Linked DNA regions of Sus scrofa: region 1 is linked to region 2. A link is a contact called in public Hi-C data. All regions are on one chromosome and are shown on one strand. The core of a region is the stretch at or near the end of the contact, and the rest is flanking DNA. Distances in the headings are between cores, read along the strand shown. Region 1 overlaps LIMCH1 (LIM and calponin homology domains-containing protein 1). Region 2 overlaps LIMCH1 (LIM and calponin homology domains-containing protein 1).

Region 1 (7,230 bases), core at 2,661-5,160, 130 kb before region 2:
ACATTAGATGGCTAATGTTGACAACACTGTCATTTAAACCGAAGCTGTGGCCTCTAAAGGCACACTCTGTCACATTCAGAGTCATTTTCCAACTAAATATGTTTCTTGAGACAGAAAAAGCTCAAAAATATATATAAATAGTGCTCCTCAATTTTTTTTTTCCCAAAATATATCTTCTATGCCAGAAAACCAGAAAGTATTCTTTTGTAACCTGGGCCATGTGGTATTTTTACAGAGCCTATGCAAATATGAAGGTTACAAAACTTTCCACTGACTTTTTAGGTTGGGGAAGGGCATCAAGAGACAGTGTAGCAAAGAGCCACGAGGGAGCGTTCTTCTGTTTTAAAAATCAGTTCTTTGATGCGCTCTAGAGAGATCACGGGCTGTTCCAGACCCACAGCTGTGTCCCCAAACACAGCGTCAGGTGACAACAGATAAATGGGGCTGGAAATATCAGGAATTAAAATTGCATGGAGGGGACAGGAAAAAACGGAGGTGCAAAAGCTACTCCTTTTCCTCACTCAAGTTGCTGATTCCCATCAATATGACTTGATGCTGGTCAGTTATCCAGAAGCCTTTGTTTCACTTGCAACAACTGATCCCTCCCACAAGGCCTTCTGAGGATGGTCTGTTACAGACAAGCATGCCAACCAGAACTGCAAAGACCAAAAACCTCCTGAAGCTATAATGTGTCCTATTTAAAAATGCGCCAGGTCTTTTGTGTTTAATGTCCAGAGACCTTCCATGTCTTTTGTACCTGGTACTTCCTACACTAAAAAAAAAAAAAAAAAAAAAAATTAAAAACTGTAAAAAACACCAACTACTCCACTGATCTCAGTGGCTCTGCCCAAAGGGCCATTTTAATTGTATAGAACGCAGTTGAGATATTTATATTCTTAGTTCCATATACTTACAAACCTCTTAAGTGATAGCCAAAAACATGGCAATTAAATAATACAGATACGAACTCAAAGTTAATTTTTTTTTGGCTGCACTCACTGCATGCAGAAGTTCCTGGGCCTGGGATGGAACCCAAGCCACAGCAGTGACAAAGCCGGGTCCTTAACCCCTAGGCCACCAGGGATCTCCTAACTGATTTTAATATAAGGAAAAATACAAGAATGATGAACTCTGCACACTGAAAGTTAGCAGGCTGACTGATTGAATGCAGTCATATCCCTCTTAGGGTGAAAATCACTGGCCAAATCCCATTTCATTTAATTTCCCTTTCCTTACGTAAGAGGATGGGAGAAAAGTTGGGAGAAGGGAAACTCACTTAAAAATAATTTCTTTGATAGAACAAATAGAATTGTGTTATATATTTGAGAAGTTGGTGTTTTTTTTTGTTGTTTTCTTTGTCTTTTTGCCTTTTCTAGGGCGCTCCTGGGGCATATCAAGGTTCCCAGGCTAGGGATCTAATCAGAGCTGTAGCCGACAGCCTCCACCAGAGCCACAGCAACACGGGATCCGAGCCGCATCTGCGACCTACACCACAGCTCACGGCAACGCAGGATCCTTAACCCACTGATCAAGGCCAGGGATCGAACCTGAAACCTCATGGTTCGTAGTCAGATTTGTTAACCACTGAGCCTCGACGGGAACCCCATATTTGAGAAGTTTTTTGGATGAGAAATCTCTTGTCAGATGGCTGGGTGGTTGTGGTGGAGTGAGAGAAGAAATGGAAAGCCTCCTTTTTTTTTCCCTCCTAACATCTGAAAGGTGCTAAAAAGAGAGAAGAGCTCATCCCTAAGGAATAACTATGATTTCTGTCTGCAATGAATGGACTGAAGCAGCCTTGAAGGTGGCTGTTCTCTGATCAGCAATGGCCTGTGTTTATTTACCCCAGTAATGCCAGTCTATGACACCAGCACCTGTATGTGTGATGTGCCCAAATACAGCACATCTGCACACCGAAGCTCTGCATTTATGGGGTGAATTCAGCTCTACTTTGGACACGGCCACTCCCCTGCCGTCTGCACTTCCTTCCGGGAGATTGGATACCTGGAGTTGGAGTTCCACCTCAAAATAAACCAAGACTAGTCATTATATGCAATTAGGGCTGGAAAGAAAGGAACGGGGGTTATGATACAAATCACACTTGCCTAATTCTCCTCTCTCTCTCACACACACACAGAGTGCACACCTTTTATGTTCTAGATTTTTCTTTTCTGAGATTCCCTTCGAGAGCTGTTTGCTGCCGTCTGATTTCTCTGCTCTTTTTTCCGGTAAGGACCATAGAGAAGCTGATTCAGTGGCACCATTGGCTTGGTCTGGTTCATCCTGGCTCTTCTGGCAGCAAAGTCATCTTTCTCCAGATCCGGCAGTCGACATGCAACTTCGTCTTCTGATTCTGGATCTTTGCCACTTTGGTGGACCAGGAAAGGGTTTTCTCTGCGAAGGATAATGTCTCGAACAGCTTCTCTCTCGTCACTTAATTGCTTTTGACTGATAGAGCAAAATGAAATGGAACTCCACATGTGATCAGACCAAAACAGTTTCTAAATCCCCATCTCCAGGCAGACAGCTGTCTTGTTAGTGAAAGACAGTGAAAGATCTTCTCAGTTTTGTTAGGCCGGATGACATCCATTTACTGTTAGGCCATTGACATCCAGAGTGGCAGCATCGTTAGGGCGGGTTTCAAAACCTTGACTTCAGCCAGCGACTAGCAATACTAAAAAATTCATTTAATTCACAGGGCCCCATCAGCATCAGAAAGACAGGATCCTAAATGGCTCTGAAAGGAACAATCCAAATTCTTTTCATGAAATTGGGAAAAGTAGGAAGCATTTTGTTGTTATTTTTTTCTTTAGCATATTAGTAATGCACCCAATGGGTACTCAACTGATTTTGACTGACAGGGCAGAAACTTGCGCCATCAGGAAACAGATCTGGGGGAATGCAGTTATGCGACAGCACACCTAGAATGTGTACCAGATGGCAAAATGTAAGTAAGGACGGTCTTTCTGCAGAGCTGGGCTAATCTGAAACATCTAGAACGGTTTATGACCATTTGTAGGCTGGAACCTAGGCACAAAAGCTCATTTGCCCTGCACCCTCCCATCAGCAACTTTTTATTCCATCTTTTACCACATGCCTCTCCAGCCCCCAGCTCTTCCTTGCCATACGCTAGATGTTAAATACGTTGTGTTAAGGAATTTTGCCAAAATGTTTACTTAGGATTATTTTCATTTTCAAAGAAATCTCAGAGGCCCCAGATGTGAAATTCTTAGAGAAGTGCAATTTAATGGTGGAATATCAGCTTTTTATGCTTTGTTTCTTACTTCTGTTGGGGGTAGAGTAGGTGGGAACACAGCTGATGGCACCTATCTGGTGTTCAAACAAACTCCTTCCCCCTACTCCTAAGATCAGCCTTGGTCTAAGTCATAGTAAAGAAAATAAAACTTTAGAAAAATCATCTTCTCGGTTCATCGAGATGAGAAGTAAACAAAACATCTTGACTTCTGAAGAAAGTTCACCTACTTTGTATCCAATTTCTGAGAGAGGATTAAGAGTAAATTCTTCATGGTCCAGGGATAGTCATCTCAAAAATGAAGGCAGGAGGAATTAGGCTGTCTAAGAGTAATACGATCAAGGAAATGCTGTCTACTTTAGTTGACCAGATGGCCTGGTGCTGCTGTCAGCTTAGGATGACAGCAAGCCCTCACTCCATCTGGCTTTTGGAAAATCAAACCATCATTAGTCATGCCCAGAAAACTCCTTCTCCTTGCTGACCATGGAGAGAAAACTGCATAAAAGTTTAAATCCTGGAATTTAGAGGTGGAGGATGGTCCTTTACTCCTTGAATAAATTTATTTCTTAAAATATGAAATCCTGCCCTTTGAGTTGCACTCCTGGCTCTTGGTCTCTTGCCTGGCCACTCCTGGACTCACTCCACTCATGCTCACCCTTCTCCCTGGCTCCTTAGCCAATGTTTCTGGCAAGAACGAACTGGTATTGGTTGGTTGTTGATGGTTTGTGACCATAAAGAATGGTCAGTGGGAAATGATAGGCCACTAAATGAATCTCTTTGCAAATGCATTATTTCAAGCACACTGATGATGACAAAGAAGGTGGCTAACCGTTACAGAGCGCGTGCCACGTGCTGCAAGTCCTTCTAGCTTTAATCCGTTTGGCGCCAATACTAGCCTTGCAATGTCATTGTCATTAGCATCTCCATTTTACAAACTATAGACATGGTCCCTGAAAGTACAGTCCTAGCATTCCATTTTATAGGGTGGAAACTTTGATTTGGTTAAGAAATCTGCCCAAGGTCAAAGCGCCACTGCTGCAGTTAAAATTCAAACCCAGGCAGTCTGGCTCCAGAGGTCCTGTTCCTAACCACTCAGTATTCATTAAACAAAGAGCACGGTCGGGAACAGTTTTGAAAGCAGAGCGTCATACCAAAAAATAAGGCATTATCATTACTATGGAAGTAGGAGAAAGAGAAGCATTTTGGTTACTAAATAAAGGGATCCTGTGAGTTGTGCTTAGAATGGGGTTGTGATTTGCATTCCTGGTTACAGACAGCGATGTTCAGGCAGGATTAATGACAGTGGAATGCTAACTAATCATACCTAACAATGCTTGCACAGCACTTTACAGTTTACAAAGCCCTTTCAAACTCATTATCTCATCTCAGCTGATCCAGCTCCAATTCCAGTAAAGGAGCAAACCCTGAGCTTGAAACTCTTTAAGTCCTAAAGCAACACTCCTTCCATTTTTTGACCAGGGGTCCTGGGTTTCAATTTCCCCTAATTCAAGCAGAATTCTATGGACTAAAACATATGCATTTATGCAAATGACCATGCCAATTTGTGATGCCAATTTGAGCAGGGAGAATCTAGCGCCTTCTACATCATGGCAGTCCAGCCAGGCTACAAACTCCCTGGGGTGTTTCTTTTTAGGCTAAATGCCCAGCCTGGCAGGACTGGTTTCAAGTGATCTCAATTTAGATATGTGGACTTAAAAAGGGGGTGGTGGTGAAGAAATCTTTCCATATCATTGGCCACTTGAAGCCACTCCCTGCCCACTTGAAAAACGATCATGAGGACTGATTTTCTGCTAATTGCCGGAATCCTGTAAATTCAGAGCTTCAAGGCAGACTCAGAGAAAAAATATAATGATACAAATTCTGGGCTGGCACTATTGGTGATGAAGTAATGAATAATGTGAATAAGGCAGATATGTAGGAGTGTGTACACAGGTGTCTAGTAAGCAAAATATTTAAATGACTTTTATAATGTACTTTTCTTTTTCCTTTCAACAACCTGAAGGGCAGCCTACTGCGAAGCTTCAGGATAGTCCACTTTATTTTTCAATAATTACAACTCTCTGAACAGCTAATATATTCCAGATACACTAAAACTTTTATGACGATCCTGTAAGATTAGTCATTCCCTTTGCAGAAGGGAATGTTGAGGTTTCTAGTTCCGGTCATCTGAACTTACGTGAAGCAAGTAAATTTAAGTGGCAGACCCTGGCTGGCTGGTTTGATATTCCTGGGGAGGTTTGGCACTTTTATTTTGTCTGAGTCATTCAAAGATGAGTTGTCTTAGGAAGAGGAAGTTGCCCAGTGGGCACAGCTCGCTGCTTTACTTAGAAAGAATATAGTCCACTGTGAAATGAGAAATGCCCAGCCCTGCTTCCACCCTGGCAACCCTGTCCTAAGACAAGTAAGGCTATCTTGGTAGGAGGGACTGTGGGCTCTGAGCAGGTGAGCGGAAAGAAAAACTCTTGTCTCAAAGTTTCCAAGGCTTATCTATTTCAAAGCAAATGAGATAATGATTTAAAACTAAGGAGGAGTTGGCATTTTCTTTCACCCCCTTTTTACTTGGCAACACACAGGCAGCCATCTCAGACTGGCAGGCAGTTTGTTCTATTGAAAGAAACCGGGCTCTCCAGAAAAGCCTGTTAGGCCCCCTGGGAATGTCACAGGCAACACCAGAAAGCTCCCTGTTCACTCAGGGTCCAAACAAGGCAGCTACATCCAGAGTCCCAAAGGTTCATGCAAGTGACACGTCTGCCTGGACCCGGATCCCCAAGACTCTGTTCAGCAATGTTAGCGACACAGACATCTGGTAAGGACAGAGGGTGAAGAATACGTGTCTGGCACTTGGCTGGATCTGCTCTTCCTCTAAAGATGTCTAAAATGTCTATTGTTCCTTGGAGGGTTTCTTTCTCCCTCTGTAATTAATTACTATGTGCTTGAGAAGATCCACAGACTAGCAGAAAAGACTGAGTGCTGAAACATATGAAAACAATTAGAAAAGAAGTCCAATCACGTGAAACCTATAATTCAGCCCAAGAAAAAGTTTACTTCTCCAATGGGAAACACCAAGTCAGAGAACTCAAATCTCCGTGGCATTTTAATTCAGGGGAAGGGAATCTTGGTTCTTATTTTATCCTCTTAAACACAGAAATGTTGGCTTCTTTGGCCGAGTCCCATATTTGAGGGGGGGAGCGGTAATTAAGCTAGCTTCATCATAAACGAAAATAGAAGGAAAAGTCGTTCCTGCACTTCTGACTTCAGTGGCAACTCTAATAAATATTAACTCCACGTATTTATGAAGAAGAGCTATTTCTGTCCCTTGGTGCTAAGGTACCTCCTAATATCTTCTTTGATAGAAAGTTTGGGATTTCTCATGTGACAATGGAATAACGCGCACTTTTGCTCCTTCTTACATATTGTATTAAAAATAATTCAAGGAGGCCTTTGAGGATACTTGGGAAACAGCAACAAAAAACCAGCCTACAGGAGTAAAGCCTTCCTCGTCATTCACATGCCCCCTTTCTCACCTATGCCTTGTACTCTCACCATCTCTGCAAACACACACTTTCCAGGCTAAGAAATGGACCACAGGAAGTATCCTGGGGCCCCTTGTTGGGTTTCGGGATGTGGTGGCCAGAATTCATCTGGATGGCAAAGAGAGGAGACTGAGGTTCAAATGCTTTAAGAGACATTGGCAGGAGTTCCTGTCGTGGCACAGTGGAAACGAATCCGACTAGGAACCATGAGGTTGCAGGTTCGACCCCTGGCCTTGTTCAGTGGGTTAAGGATCCAGCGTTGCCGTGAGCTGTGGTGGAGGTCGCAGATGCAGCTCGGATCCTGCGTTGCTGTGGCTCTGGCGTAGGCTGGCAGCTGTAGCTCTGATTAGACCCCTAGCCTGGGAACTTCCATATGTGGCAGGCACGGCCCTAAAAAGCAAAAAAAAAAAAAAAAAAAAAAAAAAA
Region 2 (7,382 bases), core at 1,314-3,813:
TAGCTTCACCCTGATATCCAACAATGGCTGGCACTCCCAATTTGAATAAGTTAAATCCACTGTCTCACCCCTAAGTTCTGCCCTTGTCCCCAACAGCCTCTGAGATTCTCTGCCTGGGTATCGCAAACTCAGTCTATCCAAACTGAAAGCATAACCTCTCCCATCAAACAGAGGATCCCTTCCAGCTCACACCAAGGGTCCACCCTGCCTGGCATTAGCAACTGAAATGTTCAAGGGATTTTTTGAGTCTTTCCTTTCATTCATCTATCCCTATACCCTAGCAAGTTCTGTGGATCCCTTTTATATCCTCCTCATTTCCATTGCTCTGGAGAAAACACCCCAAATTTCCTCCTATGATGTATAAGGCCCTGGGCAATTGGACCTGCCGACTTTTCTTCTCCATCTACCCTCATCTCGTATCATCATCCTCCCTGTTTGCGACATTTTCACCAAGTAAGCCTTCTTGCAACTCCTCTAACACCTCAAGGAGTTCAAATGCGTTATTTTCTCAGCTAGAACATGTTTTCCTCCCTATGTGTATCTCTCTTTCTTCTTTCCTGGCTAATTTCTGCTCTTTGTTCAGGTCTCCACCTAAAGGCCACTTCCTCAAGGGAACACGAAGTTAGTATCTCACATAGGCTCAGGATTTAGATCCCGGATCCAATTAGGGCACCCCTATTACATGACACTACGGCAGAGTTTACTTTTTTTTTTTTTTTTTTTTTTTTTTTTTTTGTCTTTTTGTCATTTCTTGGGCTGCACCCGCGGCAAATGGAGGTTCCCAGGCTAGGGATCCAATCGGAGCTGTAGCCGCCGGCCTACACCACAGCCACAGCAACAGCAACGCAGGATCCGAGCCGCGTCTGCAACCTACACCACAGCTCACGGGAGTGCCAGATCCTTAACCCACTGAGCAAGGCCAGGGACTGGACCCGCAACCTCATGGTTCCTAGTCGGATTCGTTAACCACTGAGCCACGACGGGAACTCCCATAGTTTACTCATCTTTATAGGAACTTGCCACACCTGGAAGCAGCTTCTTAAAAAGGCTAGTTGGATGAAGAAAAAGATGTCTCTCTCCCCCCCACCCGGCAGATCTCCTCTATGTTTGCCAAACAAAGCATCCTCATTCCTGTCCCCAAACTTCACTCTGCTTTTGTCCCTTCTCTTTCCCTCAGCCTACTCTCATCTTAACTAAAATTCACTTGGTGTAACAGCTCTCCAATAACTGTTTCCAAAACTGCAACAATCTTTGGAGGATAATGTGAGAAAAAGAATGTGTGTGTGTGTGTGTGTGTGTGTGGGTATCTATATATGTATGACTGGGTCACTTTGCTGTATAGCAAAAATTGACAGAATATTGTAAATCAGCTATAATAGAAAATATAAAAATCTTTAACAAAAATAATAAAAATAAAACTACATAAACCCTGGAAAAAAAACTACAACAATCTCCCCTTATTTAACTTCTTATCAAAGCTTAGGAATTCAACTTAGGTCACTTCTTCATTGACTCATACACTGGTTTTCACTGTAACAACTGCTTTGTCTGTATGTTTAGTCCTCAAGCACATTATAAATCTCTCGAAGATCAAGGATCAAGCCTTCCATTCCCTTTTTATGCCCTTCAGTGCCTGATGTAGGGCCGTGCAGGACATAGTTGATATCCAATAAGTCCTCCAAAGGACAAAAAGTCTCCAAGGAAAGCTATGCCATCAACTCCCAACCCGTCCGGGAAGAAGGGCGCATGTCCATGGCACACCACATCTTATGTCGAAATCAGGACAAGAATCTAAGACAAGCCCTCCTCCTTAGAATAAGCAGCTCATTCATCAGCGATGATATAAGCAAGTGTTTGCCAACAGATTTCTTATCTTCAGAAAATTATTTCAGCAACATAAGAACCGGGACAAAAATCCACTAAGACATTCTTTATTGGTCACTCATTTGCAGACCAACATACTTGGACTTTGCATTCCACTAAAATGTGTTTGCAGAAGAAAACCCAGACGTTTGCCTCTGCGACCCCTAAGAAGATAGAGCTAGAACGGAGGATCTTACATGTGAAGAAAGAAATACTTCCATCCTCTGAACTCCCAGTCTTCAGGAATGGGATCATTCTTCATGTAAAATTGTATGTGTGTGGGGGTGGGGTGGGGGGGAGTGAGATGGGAGTCAAAGGAAGGAAAGGAGAGAAGGGGAGAAGGTAGAAAGCTAGAGGGTAATATTGATGATGACAGCAAAGACTGGGAGAAAGTTAAGGTCACTGGTGATTAGATTGCCTGGGCAGAACTCTTACTAATGGTCTCAGTTTATCCAACAACTCTTTGTAACAGCTGTATTATGCACCAGACCCGTGTCCAATGGGGCAAATCCAAAGATAAATAGAAGAGGTCTTTAGGAAGCTTTCGATCTGGTACAGGAGGCAGTTGTGGGACAAGGTGATAAGCACTAGCACAGAGGGGGTCCAGGTATTTAGCTGCCGCAGAGAGACCCACTAACTCTGCCTGGAGGGTTTTGGAACAGCTTCCCAGTGAAAGAAATCACAACAGACTGGAGGGAGCAGGAGGAAATGACGTCACCCCAGAGGTCAAGGCCACTGTTTTCAAAACAATCGCTCTAGGCCTTGAGCTCTGCCAGCCAAAGTTCATTATTCACAGATGATCAAGTTTGTAAGGGACCCAAATGTTCTTGCCCAGCTTTTGATCACAGGCCGAGCCAGAGAAGCTGGAAAGTAAACTCCCAACTGGTTCATCCTGTGGCTTGCTGGCAACCTGGTGAGAGAGCTGATGGGTGTACAGCGACCCAGAGTTGCATGGACTGTCCAGAGTTGCATGGACTGTGTCATTCTTATAATTGACGTTGGGATTATTTCCAACAATAAGAATAAAAAGAGCGAGAGATCCGGAGTCCCAACCTAGTGCCAGACACTGCTGAATACTTTACATCTTCTCTCCCTGGCCTGCCTCAGGGAACTTACACGGAGGAATCGTCCCCATTTCATGGACAGAAGGAGAAAGTGAACACATAAGTGCCTCTTGTGTTCCAAACACTCAAGAGTTTTAAACACATTATCAGTTAATTTACTCCTCTGTACGACCCAATGAATTAGGCACGACGACATTCGACATTCACACTGGAGGCAACTGGGGCTCAAGGAGGTGGAGTAATTTGCTTGAGGACACACCGGAAGTGAACCTAGGATCTGGACTGTCCACTAGGTCGAAGCATAGGAAATCCCGTGATCTGTTTTTGCTCTACCCATAAACGTCACAGGACGCAAGCTAGGAGTTCCCAAATCCATTCACTTTCCACTATGCTCTCCATAGAAGGACTTAAACTGGCTTTTGTTAAACATATACATTTGGACAAAAACTAGAAAGAAAGAAAAGGGTGGGGGTGAAGATGAGAAACCAAACCACCGAGAAGAAGGTAGAGCATATATCCTACAACCAGATACAAATATCATTACCAGTTTGCTATACTAGCTTTCTCTCTTTCTATATGTACCTCTCTTTCCTGGACTATTTGCATAGAGCTATAGGGTATATGGATAAAAATCATTACATTATTCTTATCGCTTTTCTATACACATAAATTTTTTTCAAAATAAAAAAGGAGGGGGTGGGGCTTGTTAAAAAAAAACTCCTGAGAAAACCTTTTTTGAAAGGGTATTTGATTTACCCAAAGAGCACTTTGCACTGCCCAAACGCAACTACTTGACTTCATGCAGGCAAACAATTTACAACAAAAATTAAACCCGTAGTCCTAATGAGCTGGCAAATTTTTTCTAAAAAGGACCAGGTAGTAAAGATTTTAGGCTCTGCGAGCCCCATACAAACTCTTGTCTTAATTTGTTTTGGTTTTTGTGACAACTCTTTAAAAATGTAAAAACCATTCTTTGGGAGTTCTCATTGTGGCTCAGCGGATTATGAACACAACTCGTATCCATGAGTATGTGGGTTCGATTCCTAGCCTTGCTCAGTGGGTTAAGGATCTGGTGTTGCAATGTAGGTCACAGATGTGGCTCGGATCTGGCATTCCTGTAGCTGTGGTGTAGGCAGGTTACGGTAGCTCCACTTTGATCCCTAGACTGGGAACTTCCATATGCCGCCCTAAAAAGGGAAGAAAATAAATAAAAATAAAAATAAATTAAAACCATTCTTCACAAGAAGGAGGACCTGCACAAAAATAAGCCAAGGGCCAGGATGTGTCAACTCCTGATAGAGATGGAATTCCATAGAGCTCTATCTATGTAATAAAGTCTTAGCCAGGAAAACAGGTCAGAATCCTTCCTTTCAGGAATTATTTCACAAGTCTATCTGATCTGGGTGCGGGGACATAGATGGCAGGCATCAGGGGCTCCACGCTGGGAGCAACTTCCCTGGGGAAGGGTCTTTGCAGCCTTCCTTTTAAACTCTTAAGTCGCCAAGTACACAACACACTAGTCACTTAACGTTTCTAACAGCATGACACGTGTCACACTTGTTGCAGCTTTGTTACACTTTGACCCCAGACCTTTATTTAATGCTCAGCAGAGAGCTTAGGTCATGCGTGCATTTTAACCTCCTAAACGTCAGCTACACAGATTCGGCAAAAACAAGAGGAAGAGAGAGTTGGCTATATAGCAAAAACACATCTCCTGTAATTCTATTTGGCACATGCACTCTATTTTCTTCTTGCTGTTATTGTAAGTTATGCATGTTTGCATAAGTATTGCTGTATACAGGGGTGCAAAAGCAAGGGCACCAGCAAAATGAAAGAGCATTTCATAGGCAAAGTGAAAGAGTTCCCCAGGTGATTCTAGTCAATTTTTTTTTTTTTTGATCTTTTTGGGCCACCCCAAGGCATATGGAAATACCCAGGCCAGGGTTTGGTCCAATCAGAGCTACAGTCACCAGCCTACACCACAGCCAGAGCAATGCCAGATCAGAGCCCATCTACACCTTACACCGCATCTTGCGACAACGCTGGATCCTTAATCCACTCAGCGAACCCACATCCTCATGGATACTAGTCAGGTTCTTGATCCACTGAGCCACAACAGGAACTCCCTTAATTTCCACCTTATATGCTGTCTGTCGGTGCCAGTCTTTTCTCTCTCCCATCTCTGCTGTCTTTACTACAAGTCCACCAACCTCGTTTGTCTCCATCAAGTTTTGACGGCTCTTACCTACGAAAACTAGACCCTTATGTTTTCCACTGACCATAGCCTCCTACCCCCTCAGCTCATGAGCTCACTTGCACTGGACTTGCCATCTTATCTTAAGAGGGACCACCAGACCCTTGATGCTTACATTTTTCCAAGACCACCAACCTGGCTCAGCCCTTCTTCTTGCTCTGTCCAGGGGAGACCCCGTGGTTATCTTCTGTACTGCCCTTCTCAACACTCTGGGTTTTCTAGCACCCACTCCATCCCTCTACCGACCCCCAAACTCTTGCTTTTCTCTCTCATTAAAATCCCAACTCCAGACATAGGACAATGACTAAGAGCAAAAGCAATCGGACTTCTGAACTGAAATCTTTCTTATCTGGTATAACCTTAGCCAAGTTATTGAATCCTCTGTGCCTCAGTTGTTTGCTCTGTAAAATGGGTATATAATAGGCCTCCTAGGCCACAGGTAAGCTCAGAACCAGGCTGATAAGAGGAAAACCAGGCCTAGAAGGTGCCCTTCTATTTGAGAAGAACTATGAGGTTTTCCTGTATTTTTTTTTTCCCACGCCCATAAATAACTCAGGAAACCTTTATTGAACAAAGAGCATGCATGGTTTCTCTTTGCTGCTGCAACCAACATTTAAAGCCAGTCCAACCAGAAGAGCTCAACTGCCAGTTTTCAAAATTTGAAATTATAGAGAGTTCTGATGTTTTTAAGTATTGCTAGATGGGTGGCAGTCGTGAGTTAGAACTTCTAATCACCAGCATCCACAAAACTCTCTCTGGGCCTTGACGGTGATGCGGTCTTGGGCATCCGCATCTGCTCTCCAAAGACAGGCATTTGAAACCAGCATGGATCTGCTATCTGAGAAGCCTCACTTGCCTGAGTCTCTAAACTGACTTTCCTGCCTTTTGGGCCCTGCCCTCAACCAAACCCATGCCTAGAACAGTGCGAGACCCCTTCCTTGCCAGAATGTTCTCTGGATATGAGTCTCAGAAAATACACTTGCTAATCTCAGTGCGTGGCAGCCCCAATCCTAGGTGTGCCCCGCCCCGACCCGAAAAGAGAGGGAGAGTTTCTCCATCCATCCTGACAGGCAGTGCGAACTGCTCCTGGGTCACACTTTTGTCGGTCATTGCTCTGCGGCCCTGGACTTAGACCTTTGCATCTGGTTTGTCTGGCTGCAGATCCAGCTTCTCTCCAAGGCTCCAGCAGCGGCTTGTGCTCCTGGCTTTCCTCGCCTCAGGCCATCAGTGCAGTTGGTCCCACTTTTACAAACTGTGTTGGGGCTGCCAGATGGAGTCCCACGGAGAAGCCCAGACGTGACCCTGGTCCTCAGACTCCTTCAAATACACCAGTGGGTCTAATCCTCTGTGGTTAGAGGAGTCAGACAACAATTCATTTGTCTTGGGTTTTGTCCTATCTACCCAGACAGTAACATCTGTCTACATCCGGTGCGCTGGACACATCCCTCAGCTCCACCCTCAGCCCATCCGCAGTCAAAACCTTTTATTTACTTAAAGAGGCTCCTGGCTGTAATCTGTGCCTCTGTGCCGTCTTGCCATGGCCTGGACCAAAACCCCACCTCTCCAGCTCTAAACAACCCCAACATTCACTGATGTGTTTGTAAAAGGCCAATGGTTAGTGCCCCTCCACACATGGGAGATGCCATCCTCCAACTCAACATCTTCATCTCTGGAAGAAGCCAAGTCCATGTGGGCAGATGTCTCTGGATCCAGAGCCTTGTCTTCAGACGAGCCCACCTAACCCAAAGGCAGGCAGGCAGGTGCTAGGACTTCATGACAGATTCATCATATAGCAGAGGGGTGGATGCGTGTAAGAATCTTTGGGGCATATGTTAGGTAAACAAGACTTGGTACCAAAGATTCCACTTCAACAGACTGAAGAGAACAGGATGCACATAAATTAGATCAGATTCTGGCTAGTCTGCTAACATCAGGAGAGGGCTCAGCCCAGAATCACTGGAGAAGCAGGTGTTAAACATGAGGCAAGTGTTTGGAGCCTGTCTGAGCTTGTCTCCATGAGATGCTAAACTAATTATGGTTTTCCTAAGAGATGAGTTCTGACTTAGATTTAATAAAGGGAAAAGAGGGGGTGAGGAAAATAAGGTATGAGAAGAGGAGAGACGCCACAGGAAGGAAGTATAGAAACAGCATCGGGGCTATAAAATTTCTTTGAAGAAGCAGGGCAGTGGAGGGCAGGAAAA

What was found. A called contact is a pair of places that touch in the nucleus more often than the background predicts.
Region 1: a Hi-C map of liver shows a contact between it and region 2, with 5 times the contacts expected there. The contact joins two enhancer-like sites. A contact is called at or near these places in 4 of 47 Hi-C or Micro-C datasets (epiblast stem cells and liver) and 1 of 2 datasets of contacts at active chromatin or transcription factors (skeletal muscle).

What each region holds. Positions count from the first base shown.
Region 1 is chr8:32,711,386-32,718,615 of Sscrofa11.1, reverse strand. It overlaps LIMCH1 (LIM and calponin homology domains-containing protein 1), which reads right to left. Exons shown (of 35, transcript XM_021101157.1): 10 at 2,219-2,445; 11 at 2,144-2,216. Among named protein-coding and RNA genes, the nearest start is that of PHOX2B, 130 kb to the left of the region's middle. Within about 2 kb of position 3,910, at least 8 of the 83 cell types and tissues checked have an H3K27ac peak or open chromatin away from gene starts, as enhancers often do. A contact at or near this core is called in liver, where this site is marked.
Region 2 is chr8:32,575,117-32,582,498 of Sscrofa11.1, reverse strand. The region is part of intron 2 of LIMCH1 (LIM and calponin homology domains-containing protein 1); the gene reads right to left. Among named protein-coding and RNA genes, the nearest start is that of LIMCH1, 150 kb to the right of the region's middle. Within about 2 kb of position 2,563, at least 14 of the 83 cell types and tissues checked have an H3K27ac peak or open chromatin away from gene starts, as enhancers often do. A contact at or near this core is called in liver, where this site is marked.